2 separate regions of the Podarcis muralis genome follow, and region 1 is linked to region 2. Evidence: chromatin contacts called from public Hi-C data. All regions are on one chromosome and are shown on one strand. Each heading gives the region's core, a stretch centred on a gene start, on an enhancer-like site or on the middle of the called end of the contact. The rest is flanking DNA. Distances are from core to core; before and after follow the strand shown. Region 1 holds the start of NELFCD (negative elongation factor complex member C/D). Region 2 holds the start of STX16 (syntaxin 16).

Region 1 (5,877 bases), core at 1,076-3,575, 310 kb before region 2:
TCCCCGAAAGCTCTCCCTCAAGGGCCCCGCTCTCACCGCCCCTCCGTCGCCGCCGCCGTCGTCCCCCCACTCGGCGGCCGCGCTGCCTCCCAGGTAGTCGGGCTCCTCCATGGGCTCCGCTCGACCGCAGGCCACGTCCGCCTCCCCTCCTCCTCCCTCGAAGGGACCTCCGGCGCCGAGGCCGCAGAGGCACGAAAAGGGAAGAGAGGCCACGCGCACGGACGAATTCCGGGCTTCTTCTGAAGGTTTTATTGATTCGCCTCGCCCCTCCCCCCCGGGGCGGCTTACAGGTTTATAGGCTTCTTTTCCATTGTCGGTTACTATTCTTAGACTCATTTATACCCCGGGACAAAAAAAAAAAAAAAAGTGGCTTACGGTTTTGTTTGCTCGCTTGCTGCTTATTCGCTCCTTCGTTTCAGAATATTTTGCACACCGTTTGATGGTGTGTGTCCCCCCCCCCCGAAAAACCAGCCTCTAAGTGGGTTTAAAGGTAAAGGGTCCCCTGACCATTAGGTCCAGTCGTGGCCGACTCTGGGGTTGCGGCGCTCATCTCGCTTTATTGGCCAAAGGAGCCAGCGTGCAGCTTCCGGGTCATGTGGCCAGCATGACGAAGCCTCTTCTGGCAAACCAGAGCAGCGCACGGAAACGCGTTTACCTTCCCGCTGGAGCAGTACCTATTTATCTACTTGCACTTTGACGTGCTTTCGAACTGCTAGGTTGGCAGGAGCTGGGACTGAGCAACGGGAGCTCATCCCGTCACGGGGATTCGAAGCGCCAATCTTCTGATCAGCAAGTCCTAGGCTCTGTGGTTTAACCCACAGTGCCACCCGCGTCTAGCAGTCATGAAATTAAAAGACGCCTGCTTCTTGGGAGAAAAGCAATGACAAGCCTAGACAGCATGTTAAAAAGCAGAGACATCACCTTGTCAACAAAGGTCCGTATAGTTAAAGCTATGGTTTTCCCAGTAGTGATGTATGGAAGTGAGAGCTGGACCATAAAGAAGGCTGATCGCTGAAGAACTGATGCTTTTGAATTATGGTGCTGGAGGAGACTCTTGAGAGTCCCATGGACTGCAAGAAGATCAAACTTCTCAATTCTTAAGAAAATCAGCCCTGGGTGCTCACTGGAAGGACAGATCCTGAAGCTGAGGCTCCAATACTTTGGCCACCTCATGAGAAGAGAAGACTCCCTGGAAAAGACCCTGATGTTGGGAAAGATGGAGGGCACAAGGAGAAGGGGGCGACAGAGGACGAGATGGTTGGACAGTGTTCTCAAAGCTACCAACATGAGTTTGACCAAACTGCGGGAGGCAGTGGAAGACAGGAGTGCCTGGCGTGCTCTGGTCCATGGGGTCACAAAGAGTCGGACACACTAAACGACAACAAGTGGGTTTAACCAAGAAGAAAATGCAGGGCGGGGGGGGGGACTACAGCCCTACTTAAAAACATATAAAAGTTAAAATGCTAACATCGGATTAAAATAAGGGGGGGGGGAATCTTTTAAAAACAAGCACAGAAAAAAAAGCCCTATATCTGTCCATACCTACAAAAATAAAATAAATCCCCTAGGAGTTGGCTCCTATGCTCAGCCACGTTAAAGTTGTTTGCATCACGCTCCTGCCTTCTGTAAACTAGGAGGCACTTGAAAATGGCTTCTTGATCTGAACCAAGAATAGCCCGATCCAAAACTAAGGTGGCTCCCTCTTCAATTTGTGCCTCTGTGCCACGGCAAGGTGGTTTGTGGGTAATGGTGGGCGGAGAGGGGAAGCCTGTAAGGACCACGTGGGGCTCTAGCCCCATTTACGAGCTTCCAGCGAGACTTCCGGGAGTAGAGCGAAGCTCTTCCCTCTCCGGAGTCGCCTATGATGCCATAGAGATAAGAAGCGGGTATTGCAATAGGGGAGTCAAGGATGGATGCAGCCTGGTTTGCCTGCCGTGCAGGCGCGTGGTTTGCAATGCAACGCTCCTAATTAAAAAAACGCCTGCTGCTCCCACCCTATGTGTAAGGCGCTGGGCTTGGGTGCTTTTCGAACAGCACTGGAGCCCTGCAGGATCCGACCCAAGGACTTATGGAGCTCCTTGTCCTGTTCTCTTAGCACCCAAGCCTACAAAGCAGGACACGAGCTCAGCAGCACACAACGGAGGAAGGGCAGTATTGTCTGCACTGACTGGCAGCAGCTCTCCAGGATTTTAGGTTGGAGTCTTCCTTACCTGGAGATGGATGCCACGGGCTGGACCAAGGGACCTCTCACTGCAACGGATGCACTCATCCATGGACCCACAGCTCCTGCTTGGTGGGGGGAGAGGACCATAGCTCAGTGACAGAGCATCAGCTTTGGATGCAGGAGGTCTTGGATTAAATCCCTAGCTGGGAAAGAATGAGACCTGAGACCCTGGAGAGCCACTGCCAATCAGTGCAGACAATGCTGAACTAGATGGACCAATGGTTTGACTTGGTGTTTGGCAGCTTCCTACATTCCCCTCTTGTGCTGCCCAGAAACTGGTATTTAGAGGCACACCACCTCTGGTACCAGAGGGAGTACACAGCCTTCATGGCTAAGTCAGAGAAAGCTCTTTCCTCTAGGTCTTGGTCTACCCTCTTTGAAATGTAAGTTACAACAAATAAGAACATTTCAGAGCAAAACTGAAATAGAGTACGAAATAACACAGTGAAAGCACATCCATAACATTTAACTTATACATTTCTATGATTCCGCAGTTATGCTTACGTTAAATTAACAAAATATATTAAATGGTTACTTTCTGAGAATATACATCACTTACTTATCATCTAGTTCAACCCTCTGCAATGCAGGAATCTCAGCTAAAGCATCCATGACAGATGGCCAATTTCCCAAACTAATTATGGCTCCTCTCGTTAAAAACCACCAGCTCCAAAACAACCTGACCCCATGGTCTCCTCCCTGTCCCCCCCTCTGAGCACAAACTTATTTTGGGACATATGAGTGCACAATTCAAACAACAATCTTTTGGTACTTCAGTTGTACAAGTAAAGCATGAAATGGTGCAACATATTTCCTGTATGATTAATAATGAGATAACACCGGCACAGGACCTAAAACTTTCCACACAATTCTTATTCCCCCTTTAAAATTTTAAGTTAAAAATTAAGTTAAACTTTATGGCTTCACAATGTCTCTGACAGGATCTGACAGCCTAAATAATGCTAACAGGTTAGTTTGTAACATCCAGATTGTTAATATTTCATTGCCAAACAACAAGAATGAATGGACCATGCCATAATCAAGGTGCCCAAACAGCAAGGAATATTGAAATAGCTTGTCACTTGCTTTTTGATGAAAGCTCCAAGCTTGCCTTGCACTAAATGGCAAAAGTTGAGCAAGCCATTTCACTTCTCTGAAATTAAGAATGCAGCATATCCTGCATTCTGTTAATGCTGAAGTTTTCAAGTTTTGGCCCTCCTGGAAACACTTTCCATATTAGCCTGTCTGCAAAATAAGCATATTGGCAAAGCCTTAGTATGTAAACTCAGCTGTTACTGGTTTAAGTGCTGTGTTATTTTCAAAATCCATATATAAAGAGATTACAGTGGTACCTCGGGTTACATACGCTTCAGGTTACAGACTCCGCTAACCCAGAAATAGTGCTTCAGGTTAAGAACTTTGCTTCAGGATGAGAACAGAAATTGTGCTCCGGCGGCGCGGCGGCAGCAGTAGGCCCCATTAGCTAAAAGTGGTGCTTCAGGTTAAGAACAGTTTCAGGATAAGTACGGACCTCCGGAACAAATTAAGTACTTAACCCGAGGTACCACTGTATGTGGAAGTCCTCAGTTGATGATTTCCATTTCCTACAAGTCTCTCCTATCAGGACAATTGTTGCTTAAGGTTCTGCGAACGCAGTTTGCGATTACGCTGAAGACCGATGGCGTATTAGTTGTGATCACTGGGTCAGCTTTTACATTTCCTGCTCCTGAAAAGTACCATTTGGATTTTGTTTGGGTTTTCCTCCCAGCTGTGCCTTCTGTCTTGGATGGATAAAAAGGTAAAGGTACCCCTGCCCGTACGGGCCAGTCTTGACAGACTCTGGGGTTGTGCGCCCATCTCACTTAAGAGGCCGGGGGCCAGCGCTGTCCGGAGACACTTCCGGGTCACGTGGCCAGCGTGACAAAACTGCATCTGGCGAGCCAGCGCAGCACACGGAAACGCCGTTTACCTTCCCGCCAGTAAGCAGTCCCTATTTATCTACTTGCACCCGGGGGTGCTTTCGAACTGCTAGGTTGGCAGGCGCTGGGACCGAGCAACGGGAGTGCACCCCGCCGCGGGGATTCGAACCGCCGACCTGACGATCGGCAAGTCCTAGGCGCTGAGGCTTTTACCCACAGCGCCACCCGCGTCCCTATCTTGGATGGATAGGATCAGCTTAATAAAAACATCATTGGAACAATAAGGAGGTTGCATAATGTTGTGAAATTGAACCTGTTGTTTATCTACACAACACAGCTGGGGTTTTGTCACCGTGACACTTTTATTAACTCAAATGAAATCCATACCTTTACTCCCTAATCATTGCAGGCGACGTATAGATTGTGTCTACTACATGGGCTCATTTTCAAACTTTTCCAAGGCATCCTGGGCTTTCTTCAAAAGTTATTACAGATTCAAGAACCCTTTGTACATCCAATAATTCACACCCACATGGGTGACGTATGGATCTGTTGGGATATTTTTTCATCTAGAAAAGGGCATATATATATATATATTTAAATGCAGATACGTAATAGCATTAGGATAAATTTAAAAGCAGATTTTGAACACTTTAAAAATCTTATAGTCTAAGGAAGGTGTACAAAAATAACTGCATTTATAGAATATTGCCTTCTGCAGCTCAGTGGTAGAGGACATGCTTTATCTGCAAAAGGCTCCCCTATTCAATCCCTGGTATCTCCAAACAGTGCTGGGGAGATCCTGTCCGAAACCCTGGAGACCAACTTCTAGTCAGAGTAGACAATACTGAGAAAGATGGATCAATGGTCTGACTCTGAATAAGGCAGATTCCTATGAGGACTAAGCTACATTAGTCAAAAAATGTTTTGAATTTGTTATAAACATGCAACACTGGATGGCTCCAGAGAACAGATAAAATACACCAAAAAAACCCCCAACCCAAACAAAAAACAACTAAGCATTTTTGACATAACTCTCCCCCCCCTTTAACAAATTAATTTCTGACTTACTTCTTATAGTGGGGGTTTTCCTGTGTGTAGATCCACCATGAATGTCAAGATACGAACATTCAAGGACCAACCCCCAAACTGCTTAGGTTTCTGTGAGGAGCTTGCGCTAGGTCAGTGGAGCTATTGACCAGCTTTGTTTCCCTTGAGCGTCTGATCCCTATGCACTATTGCAAAAAGCTTTTGCACACCATTTGCCACACAGCAGGTGTGTGTACACAGTTTGTTTCAAGCTCCCTTGGGCTCATGCAACTAGCTTCATAGTACTTTGGATCTTCACCAGAATCTGTTAAATTGTTATGTATGTTTCTGAAATTATGAAATGCAATAAAAAAGTAAAAACGTTAGAGATGTTCAGAGAAAGGCTAGCAAATACAGAAGCCATGGTAATCATGGCTACCCTGCTCACATATAAATAATATAGTGGAAGTATAAAAGTACAGAGAACTACAATGATCAGAAGTATAGCATGCGAACTTTGGCATTCTCACCAACAAGTGTCCCCTCCCCCTTCTCCTTCACATACATTCACACGAATCATTGCAGGTAAGCCATGAACTGGGAAAGATTAATAAGAAACTGGGTCAGCTATTTTGGTTAGCTAAACCTTCTCAATAGCCTGTTTTGGGACAATGGATGTTGTTGTTGTTTAGTCGTTTCCGACTC
Region 2 (5,857 bases), core at 2,014-4,513:
ACCAGCTCCTTAACTACCGAGCATTAATTTTGATTGACTTTTATTTTGTTGTATTATGTGTTTTTCTTCTCTTATCAGCTACCAGCCTTTGGCTTAAAAAGCAGCATGCAAATCAACATTAACATGATCTGATAGGAGGAGGAGTCCAATTCTGACCAGTTGGGCAAAGTGCATTGCAAAAATGGGGGGGCGGGGGCGGGTCTCTTCTTCAGGTTGAAAGGAAGAGGGCTTAAAACTCTTAAGAGGGGCTGCCAAAAGAATTTAGTAATAACCAAGTTAATCAATTTTTTTACATTGGCTGTAATAAATTATATAGGAATCAGGCAGTTTCCCCCCATTCTAACATACAGCCTTCAAAATAAACCATTCCCATGTGGTATAACATAGCAGTTATGTACACAAAAGTACTTGATCACCAGGGAAATGGTAATTAGGATCTTTTATTATCTAGCCAAACCCACAATAGACACTTTCTTTTAAATTACAAGAGTCTCTAAATGTCTGAAGAAGCCTATATAATTTTGTGCAAATCAGCTGGTAAGATGTCAATTTGCCTGTACTTCAAAGTATTGTTTAAAGGTATAAATTACGGTACTGGTGTTTTCTTTTAAACACATTTCTAGCATGAGGATACATTTTATATCTGGCCTAACAAAAACAGAGCTGGAGGACAACAAAAAACTATGACTGCAATCCTATACAGTGGTACCTCAGGTTACATACGCTTCAGGTTACAGACTCCGCTAACCCAGAAATAGTGCTTCAGGTTAAGAACTTTGCTTCAGGATGAGAACAGAAATCGTGCTCCGGCGGCACAGCGGCAGCAGGAGGCCCCATTAGCTAAAGTGGTGCTTCAGGTTAAGAACAGTTTCAGGTTAAGAACAGACCTCCGTAACGAATTAAGTACTTAACCTGAGGTACCACTGTACCCACTTTCCTGGGAGCAAGCCCCACTGACCTCCCTGGGACTTACTTTTGAGTGGGCATGCATAGGAAGGACTGCACTGTAACTAGGTCTAACAACATAGAACCTGCATGCAGTTTTCAACTAATTTTCAACGTGTAGAGAAACACTTGCACACCAGTTGAACACTCAGCAGTTGCATAGCACAAAACAGAACTGCTCCTTGCACTGGTGCCTCAGAGATCAGTGTAAATTAAGCTTATTTTTCACGCACTAAAGGAGAATACAATTGGGGGAAAGAGGAGAGGGCAACAATTTAATGTTTTATGAACGGAATGGTAGTGGTGTAATAATGAAGCATAAAACTGTAGCAGTAAGCTGAAAAGTAAGCAAAATCAATCGACAGAGGTGACTGATATGAAAACGCACACACACAGAGAGGGAAAGAAAAGACAGACAGACATTATAGTGGCATGAGGAGCAAAATCCCTAACCTATCCTAATTTCAGCACCAAGTTGGTGCCTGAAGATTTGATTCAGAATAAAATTAATGATTTTATTCTGGCATCTAGGAATATCTTCCTATCACATTTTACCAAATTAATTGTAACATAAAGATAGAGAAGGGAAAGTTGACCAAAAAAAAGAAATGGGTATTGGGATATATTATAGCAATTGGTTTTTTTAATAGGCTGTCTGGTCAACTTCAGAGTGCTTTAGAAAAACAGCAAGGATACTCTTTCCCCTTTAACAGAACAGGACATTGAACCAGAGTAACTTGTTCAGGAACACTCAGCAAATCAAAAGAAAGTGTAGGCATGCATTGGGAGATTCAAGGCTACACCCACTTTTAATTGCCACATTTATCTATCTAAATCAGTTCAAGTGACAAGAGACAATTCAGGCAGTACTTTGCAGAAGGAGGGGCTGCAGAAAGGGGCTGGCTTAATTGTTAATTCTCTTAGATTTCCATGGAACAAAAATAGCTGAGACACAGAACGGGAATCCCAGCAGAGTATCCAAGTGCACAACTTTATTTCCCCCCCATAAGTGAATGATTGCCATACTCCTTATTATGAGAAAAATAATGTACAGTACTGCAGAATTGGATGCCCAGAACTTGGATGGCTGGGTCAAATGTTGGGGAATTCTATGTGCGCCCAGGACAAAATAAAAATTATTCAACTGGACATCTTCCAAGAACATTAGCAAGACAAAAGACATTGGAGGCTGCCATGTCAAATAATCCCATATGAAGCTTTCAAAACTCTTAAAGAAGACTTAAGTAAAATCAGACATGTCCCAAGTCTGCAATTTGACAGGAAAACAGGGAAAGAAAAACATTCACTTCTGCATCTAAAAGCACAATAAAAATTGACTACCTGTGACTGGCTGCAGTTGCTTGCTGAACATACACTGGGAGCAAACCTAGTTTTTCTGCTTGCAAGGTGTTAACCGACCTACCATTAGAAAACTCCCTTTGCTACAACAGTTGTTTTTAATGCAGTTTCGGAACAGGGTAGTTCCTTAAAAGTCAGGGTGCCCCTCAATGCATGCAAACCCTAATAGTGGACATTGAACTGGGAGCGGGGGAGCAAACACCTATTGGAGCAAACACATTTCTTTATATACATATAGAGGATACAGGCGAGTAAGAGAGGTTGAGGAAAGGGGGGAAAGAAGACACAAGGATGGCATGCTTGCCGCCTGACAGCCCTATAACGCAGCTGGCACTTAAGAAACAGCGAAATGTGGGATACAGTAGGACGAAGGGAGACTCACCGCAGCAGCCATGCTACGTGAAGTCAGAGGGCTGGAGGAGCCGTAACTACTCACTTGCTCGGCCAGCAGCTGCCGGCTTTGGATCGCGTTGTTCCGCAACAACAAGAAGGCGTCTGTTAAACGCCGGGTGGCCATGGCTTTCTAAACCCCCCTAGGGGGAAAACACCACGCGCACACCCGGGGGGGGGGGGAACCTATCCACTGGGCCCTATAGGCTCCTCAGGGGCCCCGATCCCAACTCCGGCCCTCTCCTAGCTTCCCCTCAGGACGGAGCCCATTCAAAATCCTGCGGGGGGCGGAGAGCTTGAAACGCTCCCGGGACTCAAAGCCCCTCACTCGGTTTCCTCGGGGCACCTGCAAATCTCCGAGGAGGAGCCCCCCTTGCTTCCCCTCATGGGGACCCCGACCCCCACCCTAGTCTTGCTGAGGGTCACCTTTCCTGGGGTCGCCCCCCCCCCCGGAATCCCACCCGCCCAAAGGGCGCCTCACGCCCAGCCTCGCCCGGGGCGGACACAGGACCAGCCCCCGGAAGGCCCTTCCTCTCCCCACCCCCCGCCAGGAACGGGGAAGGATCCTAGCCCCGGCCCCCTCCAGCCCCCCACATCGTTTCCCTAGCCGGACCCGGATGGAACCCCGCCGTAACCCCGCCGCCAGCCGCGGCTCACTTCCGCATCGTGCAACGGGGACACGCTTCCCCCGCGCCTCCAGGAAGCGGCGCTCGAAAGTTCCGGCCGCGCGCCGGGCTCCTGAGGTGGGCGGGGAAGGAGGCAGAGCGGGGGAGCGGCGCCGGCCAAAGAGCTCGCGGTCGTAATGGTTCGCAAGCGAAACTTCCGGTTCCCGGTTTTTTTCGTCAGGTAAGCCGGCTAAAGCGACGCGTGGGGCGAGAAGTCGGCGGGGAGGTTGTGGATGGCGCGGCCGGCAGAGTGTTGAGACTCTTTAATGCGAGGGTCGTGAGTTCGAGACCCGTGAACTCCGGGTATAGGGCGGTGTATAAATTCAATAAATAATAATAATAATAATAATAATAATAATAATAATAATAATAATAATTAATATTCCTGTATTGCAGCGGGTTGGACTATAGGTGAGTGGAGTCCCTTGAGTGGAGTAATAAGTAGACAAGTTCCTTTGCTGAGAGGGATTGCTATGGGCGGAGGATGGCTGAAGTTTAGGAGTGGACCTCATGGAAGCTGGACAGCTGTTGGTTGGTGGGTGGAAGCTGGAGGAGCTCTCACCTGTGCAATGCCTGCAGCAAGGTGGTGCCTGTGGACATGTAAGCTGGTTCCGGTCATTAGGAACTGGTGGATATTTGTGGACTGAATCTGGGGACATGAATGTGAATGAATGGGGGAGCAAATGTGGCCCCACTGGTGACCTTCATGGATGTTGACTGCCGCTTGTTTATGAACAAGAGGTTTCGAATGTGGCCAAGGAGAAATGGTGCTTGCATATGCTTGCACGTGACGCGTAAAAGGTGAAAAGGGGTTGTGCACGTGCGTGATGAAACCCATGGAAGTTGGCAGGCTGAGTTTAGTGGAAGATAGGGCAGGGTATAAGTAAGAAGATTATTAAATTATTATGAAGTCTGTGGTGATGCTGCTGGAGAGCCTTTCCTATTCATTGTCTCTAGGTCTGAAGCCAGGAGAGATTTTGTCAAGACCACCCCACAGAAAGCGATGGTGAGAACTGCAGGGCTGAAGCAGGGCTGCTTGTGTTTCTAAATACCTCTACTGGTAGTGGCCATTCTGTCTTCAAAGGCAGGTAATGGGATACGACACACCTGAGTTGGTACCATGACACATGAAGGCTGGGCTGAGTGACAAATAAATAAGAAATAAAAAAATAAATCATTCCTGAGGTGCCCCCATTTCTTTCTCACATGAACACACAGCGATGCTGTTGCAGCTTAATAACAACAGGGAACAATATCCAGTACCACGGAAAATATACAAAGCGACCACACCAGACACGTACATGCATGCATCCCCTCATGCACTCTCTCTCACACACACTTTAAATATACATCTCTTTGTCTTTCTCAGTCCAAGTGCATCTCACAAACCACACACACACACAGATAACAAATTCATATCTCTCTCAAAAGTGCACATCCCCCTCTTTCAAATATGTGGGCACCTGCAGGAATTTTTTGGGCACTGGGGTAGGGTGGAGAGGGGCATGGAGAGAGTGGAGCTGGCTGATTTCTCAAAAAATTTTTTTTGAGAGGAATGGTATACTGTATATGTATGTTTCACTTCACAAGATTCCAGAAATGCTAGAAACGTTTTTGTTTTCAAATGAAAGCTGGGAATTATGGCTCCTGGGATATTTTTGCCTCTTTGATTAGTCCCAAACATAGTTCGTTGATGCCCAAAGAAATACTATAAAAAATTGATAGATGTGTTAGCGCCGGCGTTAACGGAGGTAATAAACAATATTCTCCAAGAGGGGAGGATCCCCAGCTCCTGGAAGGAGGCGTATATTACGTTAATCCCTAAAAACGAAAATGAAAAGGCAGATTTAAAAAATTATAGGCCAATTTCACTCCTAAATTGTGACTATAAGATCTTTACGGATATTATGGCAAGTAGGCTCAAAAAGCTACTAAACAGATATATACATAGAGACCAAGTGGGATTCATCCCAGGTAGGCAGTTGAGGGATAATGTTCGCCACGCTTTAGATATTATGGAGTATTTGGAGGCAAGACCTGACATACCAGCGGCCCTCATTTTTATCGATGCAGAAAAAGCATTCGACCGTGTCTCTTGGGAATTTTTGTTACAAAATCTTGAAAAGGTGGGAATAGGGGGCCCCTACCTGAAGGGTATCAAGGCGATTTATACAGAGCAGCAGGCTAGGTTGATTATTAATAACAATTTGACTAAACATTTCTCAATTATGAAAGGTACAAGGCAGGGTTGCCCCCTGTCACCTTTACTGTTTATTATGGTGCTAGAAACAGCAGCAAATAAAATAAGGGCGACCCCGAACATTAGGGGAATAAGAATTGGTGAGAAAGAATATAAATTAAAGGCCTACGCAGATGATCTAGTCCTATTCTTAGAGAACCCAGTTGAAAGTACTAGCAGAGCGGTAGAACTTCTGGAAGAGTTCGGCAAACTGTCCGGATTTAAGTTAAATAGGGGAAAAACCAAAATATTAATAAAG

The links. A called contact is a pair of places that touch in the nucleus more often than the background predicts.
Region 1: a Hi-C map of tail shows a contact between it and region 2, with 3 times the contacts expected there. The contact joins the promoter of NELFCD here to the promoter of STX16 in region 2. A contact is called at or near these places in 2 of 3 Hi-C or Micro-C datasets (blood and tail).

Annotation. Positions count from the first base shown.
Region 1 is chr5:88,554,779-88,560,655 of rPodMur119.hap1.1, reverse strand. It overlaps NELFCD (negative elongation factor complex member C/D), which reads right to left and starts at 2,325. Exons shown (of 15, transcript XM_028735313.2): 1 at 2,211-2,325. The coding sequence starts at 2,273.
Region 2 is chr5:88,249,290-88,255,146 of rPodMur119.hap1.1, reverse strand. It overlaps STX16 (syntaxin 16), which reads right to left and starts at 3,263. Exons shown (of 9, transcript XM_028735301.2): 1 at 2,687-3,263. The coding sequence starts at 2,821. LOC144327858 (a long non-coding RNA gene) reads left to right here and starts at 3,373. Exons shown (of 2, transcript XR_013393025.1): 1 at 3,373-3,540; 2 at 4,317-4,538.